3 separate regions of the Mus musculus genome follow, and regions 1 and 3 are each linked to region 2. A link is a contact called in public Hi-C and HiChIP or PLAC-seq data. All regions are on one chromosome and are shown on one strand. The core of a region is the stretch at or near the end of the contact, and the rest is flanking DNA. Distances in the headings are between cores, read along the strand shown.

Region 1 (3,093 bases), core at 174-2,673, 160 kb after region 2:
TCTCATGTATCCGCTTATCCTATACTGCTCACAGTTGTGTCAGGGTGTGTGTGTGTGTGTGTGTGTGTGTGTGTGTGTGTGTGTGTGTGTGTGTGTGTGCATGTGCATGTATATGTATGTGTATACATATGTATATTTATAGCAGTCATCTTAAACACATATTTTTTCTTTAAAATCTTTTACTTCTAAAACTAGCATATAAAGAAATTAATTTTCTTGGGTGTGTGGGTCTATGATTTTAATTCCTGTTTGGAATCATCACTCATAGCAGAACATTTGCCATCCTAAATGTTTTCCCATACCACTGCTTTGTACTCACATACCTCTGCCATGTCCTGTCTTTAGAGCCCCAAGTTTGCTGAGAGTAGTGTATTAACGGAATTAGAAGGTGACACTTGGCAGGGAGTGGGGGTGGGGTGGGTGGATGGCGTCCTCCACTCAATACAATGTCCTTTAGGCTCATCCGTATTGCTCTGTCAGTAACTCTTTTCATTATTATTCGATCAGATCCTTACTATGCCATCCACATCAGTGTTGAACTAGCATTAATCCCCTGTCTCAGCATCTTGAGTGTTGGGATTACAGTCATAAGTTACCACATCCTCATCCAGCTAGAACTTCCTCGCTTTTGTAGCTCCATAGTGTTCCGCATGTAACAACACTGTTCTTGGTCTTCCATTCGTGGATTACGGGGCATTCTGATTCCTTCCAGCTTGGAGTGACTGGAAATAAGATTGCGATAATATCCCTCTGCTTATATCTGTGTTAATATAAGTTAGTTGTTTTCCTCTACAGTAAATGACTGTAAGCGTACCTCTTAGTTTGGATCACGTCCCCCTTTTTGAACTTGAGTGTGCTCCACCCCTTGGTCTGCTCTCAGACTAAGACCCTCGCCTTTCCTTATGGATGAGCAGACCTTGTGGATCTGCTCCTTCTCATATCTTCCATCCCACAGCCTTTCCTTTGTAAACGAGGAACTCCCAGAGCACAATTTGAGTGGAGCCCATTTTAATTCATCTAAATGTTCTCAGCTCCGTGTTTGTTGTGGCTTGGATTATTGCACCAGTAACGTAGTACCCTCTGCTGGCTGGTTCACAATGCTGGCTCTATGCCTGTGATTTAAACAAAACAAAACAAAACCCTATAGGTGGAATGGAAACAAGCAAAAGGAATGGGGTGGGGGAGGAGGGGAGAGAAGGCGGAGCTGTGAGACCTCCCATAGAAATAGCAGCCTGACAAGTACACTTCATTTATTTGATGCTACACATATAGATAAATGTTGCAATATTTTTATGGAACCTTACAATATTGTCTTCTCAATTGTAGGCAAAGATGGGCTGTCTGGAAAGCTGGACCCAGCCTGGAGCCTGCCACCCAGATTGCTATTTTGTGAAACCTTCTGCATACAAATGACTCAGATCCAAACATTCAAAAATGATCTCGGAGGGCCATCTGGTTCTCACTGGTTCTAAAAGCTTCATTCAGCCCAGGGTGTGGATCCGGTTCAAAAGATAGAAAGAGCTTTTCACAGAGAAAGGTCTAATGTGTTCCACTGACCAAAGCTGCAAGCTAGCTTTTAAAACCAGCCAGCCATGGTGCTCTGAGGGCTAGTGGATGATGACTTTCATAGGTCAGTGGAAGTCTGATAAATATTTAATTGATGATGTGTTTGTATAGTGGTTTGAACACACACACACACACACACACACAGATGCAATTTTGTATCATCAAGAAACATGTGTTAATTTGTTTGGGTGTCTGAATGAGTCCGTGATTTAGACTGAACCAGCATGTCAGGCAGGCCATGAGGTCTACCAGAGCCGTGTAATCTTTGCGATGTGTCATTTTTAATTCGTGAAGACAATACAGTCAACCTTGCAGTCCAGATGCTGGTGTTGATCGCCTTTGCTGTTTGCATGGCCTGGCTGCTTGCCTTCCTGATCAAAGGAAGGTTTGTGTCCTCTGAAGCCAGGGGATAGGGAATGCTCCTTTGGGAGGCTCACAGCACGAACAGAAGTGGGAGCTTGTGTGATCTCAGCCTCAGCTTTGGGCTACACCCAAGTTCGGAGATGAGGCATCGGGGAATAGCAAGTGAAGTGTGTATAGTCTCGGGTGGGACACTTGCTTTCCTTCTCATTCCTGTGGGTTTCACTGTCTCATCTGACAGTAATGTTCAGGGAGAAATGTGTGTTTCCATTAATGCAGTCACACCAGCCCAAAATGTCTCATATGTTGTGGTCTTGAAAACTTTTTGTTAATGGCTTCCCATACTCTAGGATGAAGAGTTCAGGCAGAGGTTGCTGGCTCCCTAAACCCAGTACAGCACTCAAAGAAGTATATTCAAGTAAAGAAGATATTCAAGGGAGTTTGTTAAATACTGGGGACAAAACCCAGCTTGTTAAGGGCACCCACGTGTGAGATGACATGGGTGAATGTTGGGACCGTGGTGCAGTCATTGTACCCCTACTCCAGGTAACTCAGCTTTCTCTGTTCACTCTTAGTGAATCCTGCAATGGACTGACCTCATCTTCCCGAGGCTGTGATGTTTCAGGAGAGTTTCACTATTGCTGACCAACTGAGACCACCAGGAGCTCCTAAGTGCAAAGAGTAAGTGTTTTCTCCAACAAGATAATGTTTCCAAAACCAAACAACTTCAGTTGACCTTATTCACCATGTCTCTTCCAGGAGACAGGAATCCTTTCTGCAACCAGAGGCTATTACGAGTGTAAGTCAAATAATAATTTTTCCATCTTCATAATCACCACAGTAGTTTCATGAACTTTGACTACCATTGAGGATCCCAGATAACTCTTTGAATTAAAAGGATAACTTTTGTATGCTATTTATTTATTTCCCCCAGGGATGCTCAGTAGGCTGTTTGGGCATTTGTGCTGATCCCTCTGCTATTGTTACACCTGGCTCGGAGTTCCTTCATCATGGGACCCGTGCACTCGGGCCTGTGGTGATGACAATACCTTTTCAGGAAGACTGTGTCTTTCATCTACACAAACCTAAAACCCTGCCTGACCACTAGGGAAGGAAGTATTGAGTGGAGTGTTAGGCACATCAGTCTCATGGCCTTGGGGAAGCTAT
Region 2 (2,710 bases), core at 209-2,708:
GTTTGGAAGATCCCAATCCTGCTTTCAGTAGTCTTCCAGCCTAGTATCTCTTGACTGTAAAACATCCAGTGATAGATAATCCAGCCAGCGTGGGCTGCCCCTTGTCGCAACGAAATCACTTCTAGGTAGTTATTTCACATCCAAATGAGCATCTTTTCTTTTCTTCCCCCATCTTAAATCATTCTACCTGCCTCATTAACTCCCGTTCAGCCCCCAAATACCCAAGCAAAGCCCTTCCATTTATTTAGACAGTCTCTGATTGCATTTCTTCCCCCTGACTGGAGTGATGACTCTTACTTGAGACAAATATGGAACTCCTTACTACACTCGATGGCAGTTGTTTTTTCCTGTGCACACCCCACTAGTCTGCAGCATTCTGAGCTCAGTAATTATAATTTGCATATGAAGTGTGCCCCTTGTCAAGGATCACATGTGAAGGGCTCTATTCTCAACGCGACAGTCAACAGTCGAGCGAAGGGAAGATGACTGGTTCCTGAGGACTCGGAACTAATCTGTAGATCAGTCCATTCACAAGCTCATAATATGATGGGAGTTGGTAGAGATAGGAGGGAAGGCCACACTGGAGGAAGTAGCCTCTAATGATGTATTAGGAGATGTATTTTGTCTTTATTAAGTCCCTTCCCATCTCCTATCTGTCCCAAGGAGGGCCACTTTGCTCTTTGCCCTCATGTTCTGCCTCACCAAACACTGGACTGGAACCAACAGATACCAATGACAGTGGACAGAAAGATACAAATCTGTGGGCCAAAATAAACCCTTCCTCTCTTATGTCATTTCCTCAGGCATGTGTCATGGTGCTGCAGATGTGCCTGACACTCCCACACCCTTCCATCCTTCACCTAGAACTCTCAGCAGTGGAAGTCCCTACAACAGTGCTGTACCGTGTTGCTTCTCAAGCCGAATGCATTCAGCAGTATTGACGTCCTTGATACTATTTGGTTTTGAAGACAAAATCAATTCTGTTAGGAGGGATGATCTGGAAAGTGTCCCCAAGTGGCATGTTCTCATCTGACATCATCACACGAAGATTTTATCAGGCAGAGAGATGAAGAGGTCATTTCTAGCAGTGGAATTAACACAAGCCACTTGGGCACCAGGGCGGGGTCTGGAGTGGATTAAGAGCTGAGGGAGCTGTACTAAATAAATGATAGGCCATGGAGCTCAGATCGTGGGTTGGAAACTTGCCACTGGCTATCTCTGCAGGATTGCTTGGATTCAGCAACTATGGAGTCCATCACCGTCGTCGTCGTCCTAGACGCTGTTTACAAGAGAAATCGTGTCCTATTGTAGACTGTCTTCTATGAGGACAGGAATATTCTGAGACGTTGCAGATTTTTTTTGTCTCCCGGCTCTGCCACTGGAGGTCACTGTTGTACCATCGAAATGAGTGAGAAGCCCCGCCTGATACCCTTTTGAAGTTGGCTTCCGCCAGGAGTGAATACAATACCCTCTGGGTAGCTAGGAAGTCCCGAGGTGCAGGCTTCTCCCTGGCTTCGTGGAAAAGTGGCCTGGTGACCTGCAAAAAATGACTTCGGAAGAGCGATGTCCGTCTGGAGAGGGACTGCGGGTGGGAGAGCGGTGCTGGGAGGGAGACGTCTGTATCGCATTAGTCTGCGTCTGGCGGGGAGGGGCTGGAGGCCCTGGCGGGTCAAGGCAACTGCTCCCTGCTGCTTTCTGGCGCGAATGTGGAATCTGGTAGTGATTAGAGAAGGTTATTGTCTTGGGAGTGCAGGGAGATCGGTAGTAATACTGCTTTGAGCGTTTCTGACCCCATCTTAGAAGGCCTCTCCCACGACTCTCCTGCTGGGCTCTGATTTTAGAGCCACTAAGCAAAGAAAGACAAGGAAAACTGAGGCCTATTCCTTAAGCCTATCCACTCCCCGGGGCTTACAGGGGACACTCCAGGAGGAGCACAGATGAGAACACACATCCCTAGACAGAAAACCCCAAGTAAGCCTCTATTTTTCTTAGCCCTCCTTCCTGTGGAGTGAATATCATTTGGTCCATTTGTTATGAGAAGAAACAGAGACTTGGAACTGACATTTGAACCCGAGTCTTTTGAAATATAAAGAGAATGGATGGTAAAATAACTACTTGTGGTTACTGGCTAAGAATTCTGCCCTTGAAAATTTGGAGAAAGAGCTCCTCCCTGTGCAGCTTCGACAATAACCCACTTCAAGGCGAGCTGAAGCCAGGGTACCTTTTGGCGGCACCTTTTTCTTCTTCTTTTTCTTCTCTCCTTCACTTTCTCCCCATCTCTTCCCCTGGGTTTCACTGCATACCTCAGGTTGACCCTATCCCTTCTCTTCTCCCCACGTGCTGGGATCTGACGGTCGGGCTACTCCTAGATCAGAGTGGCTCTCTAATAAGTCATAATCTGTTTATAGCCATTCATAAAAGCAGAGTGCTTCTGTGCACATTAGCTAATTTGGCTCTTATAATAACTGTCTTATCCCCATTGCCGTAGACAAAGAATCTGAGACGCTGAGGAATTAATTTGCCGAAGGTGCTACAGTCAATGATGAAATTCAACCTCGGATCTTTTTGCTCTAAATACAGCACCCACTGCCCATCACCCATTGCCCGATACCAGTTAGTCTCCAGGTAAATATTGGGTGATGGAGTGATGCTGTGTATAATCTAGCTAGCAATAAACTGATCTTAAGTTTAGGTAGCATTTTATCTCCGA
Region 3 (2,928 bases), core at 262-2,761, 200 kb after region 2:
CTTAGGGATGGTTTGTTTAAATAATTTTGGGGTCCTTTCCGGTAGGGGGATGGTCATCAGATGCCTGGCTCTTGGTCCTGGTATGACTGCATACTGGATAAGATTGGCACTGTCTGTGGGTTCAATGAGAAGCTGCTTGGCTCACCCGTGAGAGGCATGCTTTCATCTAAGTTGTTTGGTGCTTTAGGAACTAGCTATGGCTCAGAGGGCTAGTATCACCTGAGGGCTGAAGAGCCTCGAGTGCACAAATACAAAAATTGAAAAAAAAAAAAAAGGAAACATTAAAGATCAATGTCTCCCCGATGAATAGATAAATAGAAAAATAAACTAAGAAAATGTAAAGCCACCATCCTCTGGTCAAATTTATTACATGGAAGCAGCTGAAGAGGGTAAAAGCATTATTTGGCAAAAATAATTAAATAGAAATGTGTACGATATAGCCGTATAGCATATATCTTTTATCTAGGATGGTGTTTCTTCAGAAATAAATCTGGCAGCTCAAAGGTTAATATATAAAATTATTTTTGCCGAAGTCTGTTTCCCAAATGCCTGGGTACTTCACATCTCCTTAAGACCTTACTGTGCAGTAAAATAAATTGTTGCTGGAAATGGGAGATGGAAGCCTTTGACCTACCACTCCCTAGAGGAAAAAGTGGTACCTGGAAGTTGCAAGGCATGAGGTTGACTAAGCTAGATGTAATTTGATGGTCTAGGTATGTTAGAGATATACTATGCTTGTTTGGGTAGGCTTACGACTTCACCTTTGAGCCACAGAAAGTGTTTTTCTCTATTTGGAGATCATAGAATCCATGGCACATATCATCTTAGGCTCACCTTAAAAATAAGTTGCGAATCTAGAAGGGGCTGTTCTGGTCTTTTGTCTGTCAATAAGACCTTGCGATATAATGCTCTTCATGCTTTCTCTTGGTCATGTTTCCTGGGGGAGGCAGGAATGACTAAGATAGATGTCTATAAAGAATGATGGCTCATTCTGTAAAGCTCAATGAAAGTTGTGAGCCGTTCTATTATGCATTTCCTTGGCCCAAGCTTGGATATTTTCCAAGAAGCAGTTGCAAAATCAAGTAGAAGGATTTGGTAGGAGTGTGTGTGTGTGTGTGTGTGTGTGTGTGTGTGTGTGTGTGTGTGGTGAGTAAACTTCAACTTCTTTAAATGAGTAATGTGTGAACAACTTTCCAATCTTCCTTCAACCGAATGATTAGCTTGGATTTTATAGGAAATCAAATAAGACGCTAAAGAAAAAAAAATCAACAACCAACAAGTTTAAAAAAAAATCAGCTTGGAACTTTACTTCTAAGCAAGCTGGCCTCTAGGCAATCATTTTGTAAAGGAACCAGGTCCTTAGTGCTAAGTTTGCTTAGCAACACGTTTTCTTGATGAAGGTTCTCAAAGCAGAGAGAAGTGAATGGAGGTTTGATTAACCACAGGCCATAATGGCTATATCAGTTTCTTTTGTAAGTGAAAGATTGTCTTTGCATATTCATAAGGGGGTGTCTAAGCACCTCTGCTGGAGCTGTCAGGGCTCTAGACTGGGTTGGATTAGGAAGTGTATGGGAGGCCTCCCAATGGGTGGCCCTGGGCGACATTTTTTTTCCACAATCAACGAATTCAGAGAGTACAGAATTTACTCACTGTAAAAGTTGTTAGGCTTTGAAGGAGGTCATAGAATTTACTTTTCCCATAGATCTTTAAGGACAGGACAGAAGCTGGCTGAATGGGCTGAATTCAATACCGTTGTGAAGTCTTTGAAATGAGCTATTACTGGGATAGAGGAGATAAAGAAAATGCAGAAGGCGAGACGCATGAAAGTCAATCCAATTATGCCGGCAGCTGAGGTGGGGCCCCGCGTACGAACTGAGCCCTGTGGGATGATGGTTACATTCTTGTAGTTTAGGATAATATAGATTTCCTAATACACACTCATAAGGAGCTGGCCCACTGTAGGCCTTCCTAGTTGGAAATGCTTGGACACCACTGTGGACATGAGGAAATAGAGCTGAGGGCTGTGCCAACTCATACAAAGTCATCCAATTGCTCCAGGCTGAACGTTGTTTCATTTGTTTAATTTTTCTCCCCTTTAAAGTGAAGTGTATTGTCAGACTTTATCCTCCAAACAAATGTAAGGAGGCGATGGGAATTGGGAGAGGGAGGCGTGAATTATTTACCTCGGGTCTTGGAATTATGAGCAGGCTAAATAAAGATTGGACTCCAATCTCCTGCCACTCACTCACGTGGCTTCCCTCAGAGACTTCTGATCTTGGCATTGCCTGATTCTGTTTTCTAAACACATTATGATAGCAGAGCCTACTGCATTCTAGAAATGAGAGTCCACAGAGGCCATCACAGTTACAAGTCAGAAATGGATTTCTCTACCACGTGTTCTACTCCAACCACATATCACAAAAAATCCGGGATGAAGGATATGCTCACAAGCATCATGCAAGAAAGCCATGAGGAGGTGTGAATTAGACTCTCAGGGCAGCTTTAGAACAATTCCTGCTCAAGATGCAGACTTAGCTCAGTGCGTACGTACGCATGCTGAGTATCAAAGGCTTTTTAGAGAGCTGGGTTTTGCCTGTGAGCTCCCAGAGACCATTTTTTTTTATCCCTAAATTCAGCTTACAGGAACTTTTAAACAAATGCATGCTGCATTATTCTCATTATTCAATTATGACAGTCTTTCCCCCAGCTTTTTAATTAGCACTCATTTACTGAGAATTAAACTGTCATTTTAGTTGAACTCAAAGGAGTACCCCAGGGACATGCATTCCACTAGATAACAAAGGCACCGTATAATTCGGATGCTTCAACAATTTAGACTGAAGCCACGACAGGGCTTTTCTGTCAGCCATTTCGGAACGAACTTAATCATTGCTGTTGAAGGATGGGGGGAGGGTGTATGACTCTACC

The links. Hi-C and Micro-C count contacts between places; a contact is called where the count stands out from the background. HiChIP or PLAC-seq counts read pairs in DNA pulled down with a chosen protein or histone mark.
Region 1: a contact with region 2 is called in a Hi-C map of the N1E-115 cell line, with 6 times the contacts expected there. The contact joins two enhancer-like sites. A contact is called at or near these places in 18 of 484 Hi-C or Micro-C datasets (the N1E-115 cell line, brain, cardiomyocytes and 11 more), 12 of 115 datasets of contacts at active chromatin or transcription factors (embryonic basal ganglia, embryonic forebrain, embryonic hindbrain and 7 more) and 3 of 9 other capture datasets (embryonic stem cells, embryonic tail and embryonic trunk).
Region 3: an H3K4me3 HiChIP or PLAC-seq map of embryonic forebrain shows a contact between it and region 2, with 4 times the contacts expected there. The contact joins two enhancer-like sites. A contact is called at or near these places in 1 of 484 Hi-C or Micro-C datasets (the C10 cell line), 11 of 115 datasets of contacts at active chromatin or transcription factors (differentiating embryonic stem cells, embryonic basal ganglia, embryonic forebrain and 7 more) and 1 of 9 other capture datasets (embryonic stem cells).

What each region holds. Positions count from the first base shown.
Region 1 is chr9:41,390,693-41,393,785 of GRCm38.p6, forward strand. It overlaps Mir100hg (Mir100 Mirlet7a-2 Mir125b-1 cluster host gene), which reads left to right. Exons shown (of 5, transcript NR_131928.1): 2 at 2,502-2,607. Among named protein-coding and RNA genes, the nearest start is that of Mir100hg, 16 kb to the left of the region's middle. Within about 2 kb of position 1,424, at least 30 of the 459 cell types and tissues checked have an H3K27ac peak or open chromatin away from gene starts, as enhancers often do. A contact at or near this core is called in the N1E-115 cell line, cerebral cortex, cortical glia and 4 more, where this site is marked.
Region 2 is chr9:41,227,498-41,230,207 of GRCm38.p6, forward strand. No RefSeq gene overlaps it. Among named protein-coding and RNA genes, the nearest start is that of 1700063D05Rik, 23 kb to the left of the region's middle. RefSeq lists an enhancer at 405-2,710. Within about 2 kb of position 1,459, at least 216 of the 459 cell types and tissues checked have an H3K27ac peak or open chromatin away from gene starts, as enhancers often do. A contact at or near this core is called in the N1E-115 cell line, cerebral cortex, cortical glia and 6 more, where this site is marked.
Region 3 is chr9:41,428,365-41,431,292 of GRCm38.p6, forward strand. All of the region lies in intron 3 of Mir100hg (Mir100 Mirlet7a-2 Mir125b-1 cluster host gene), which reads left to right. Among named protein-coding and RNA genes, the nearest start is that of Mir100hg, 53 kb to the left of the region's middle. Within about 2 kb of position 1,512, at least 9 of the 459 cell types and tissues checked have an H3K27ac peak or open chromatin away from gene starts, as enhancers often do. A contact at or near this core is called in embryonic basal ganglia and embryonic forebrain, where this site is marked.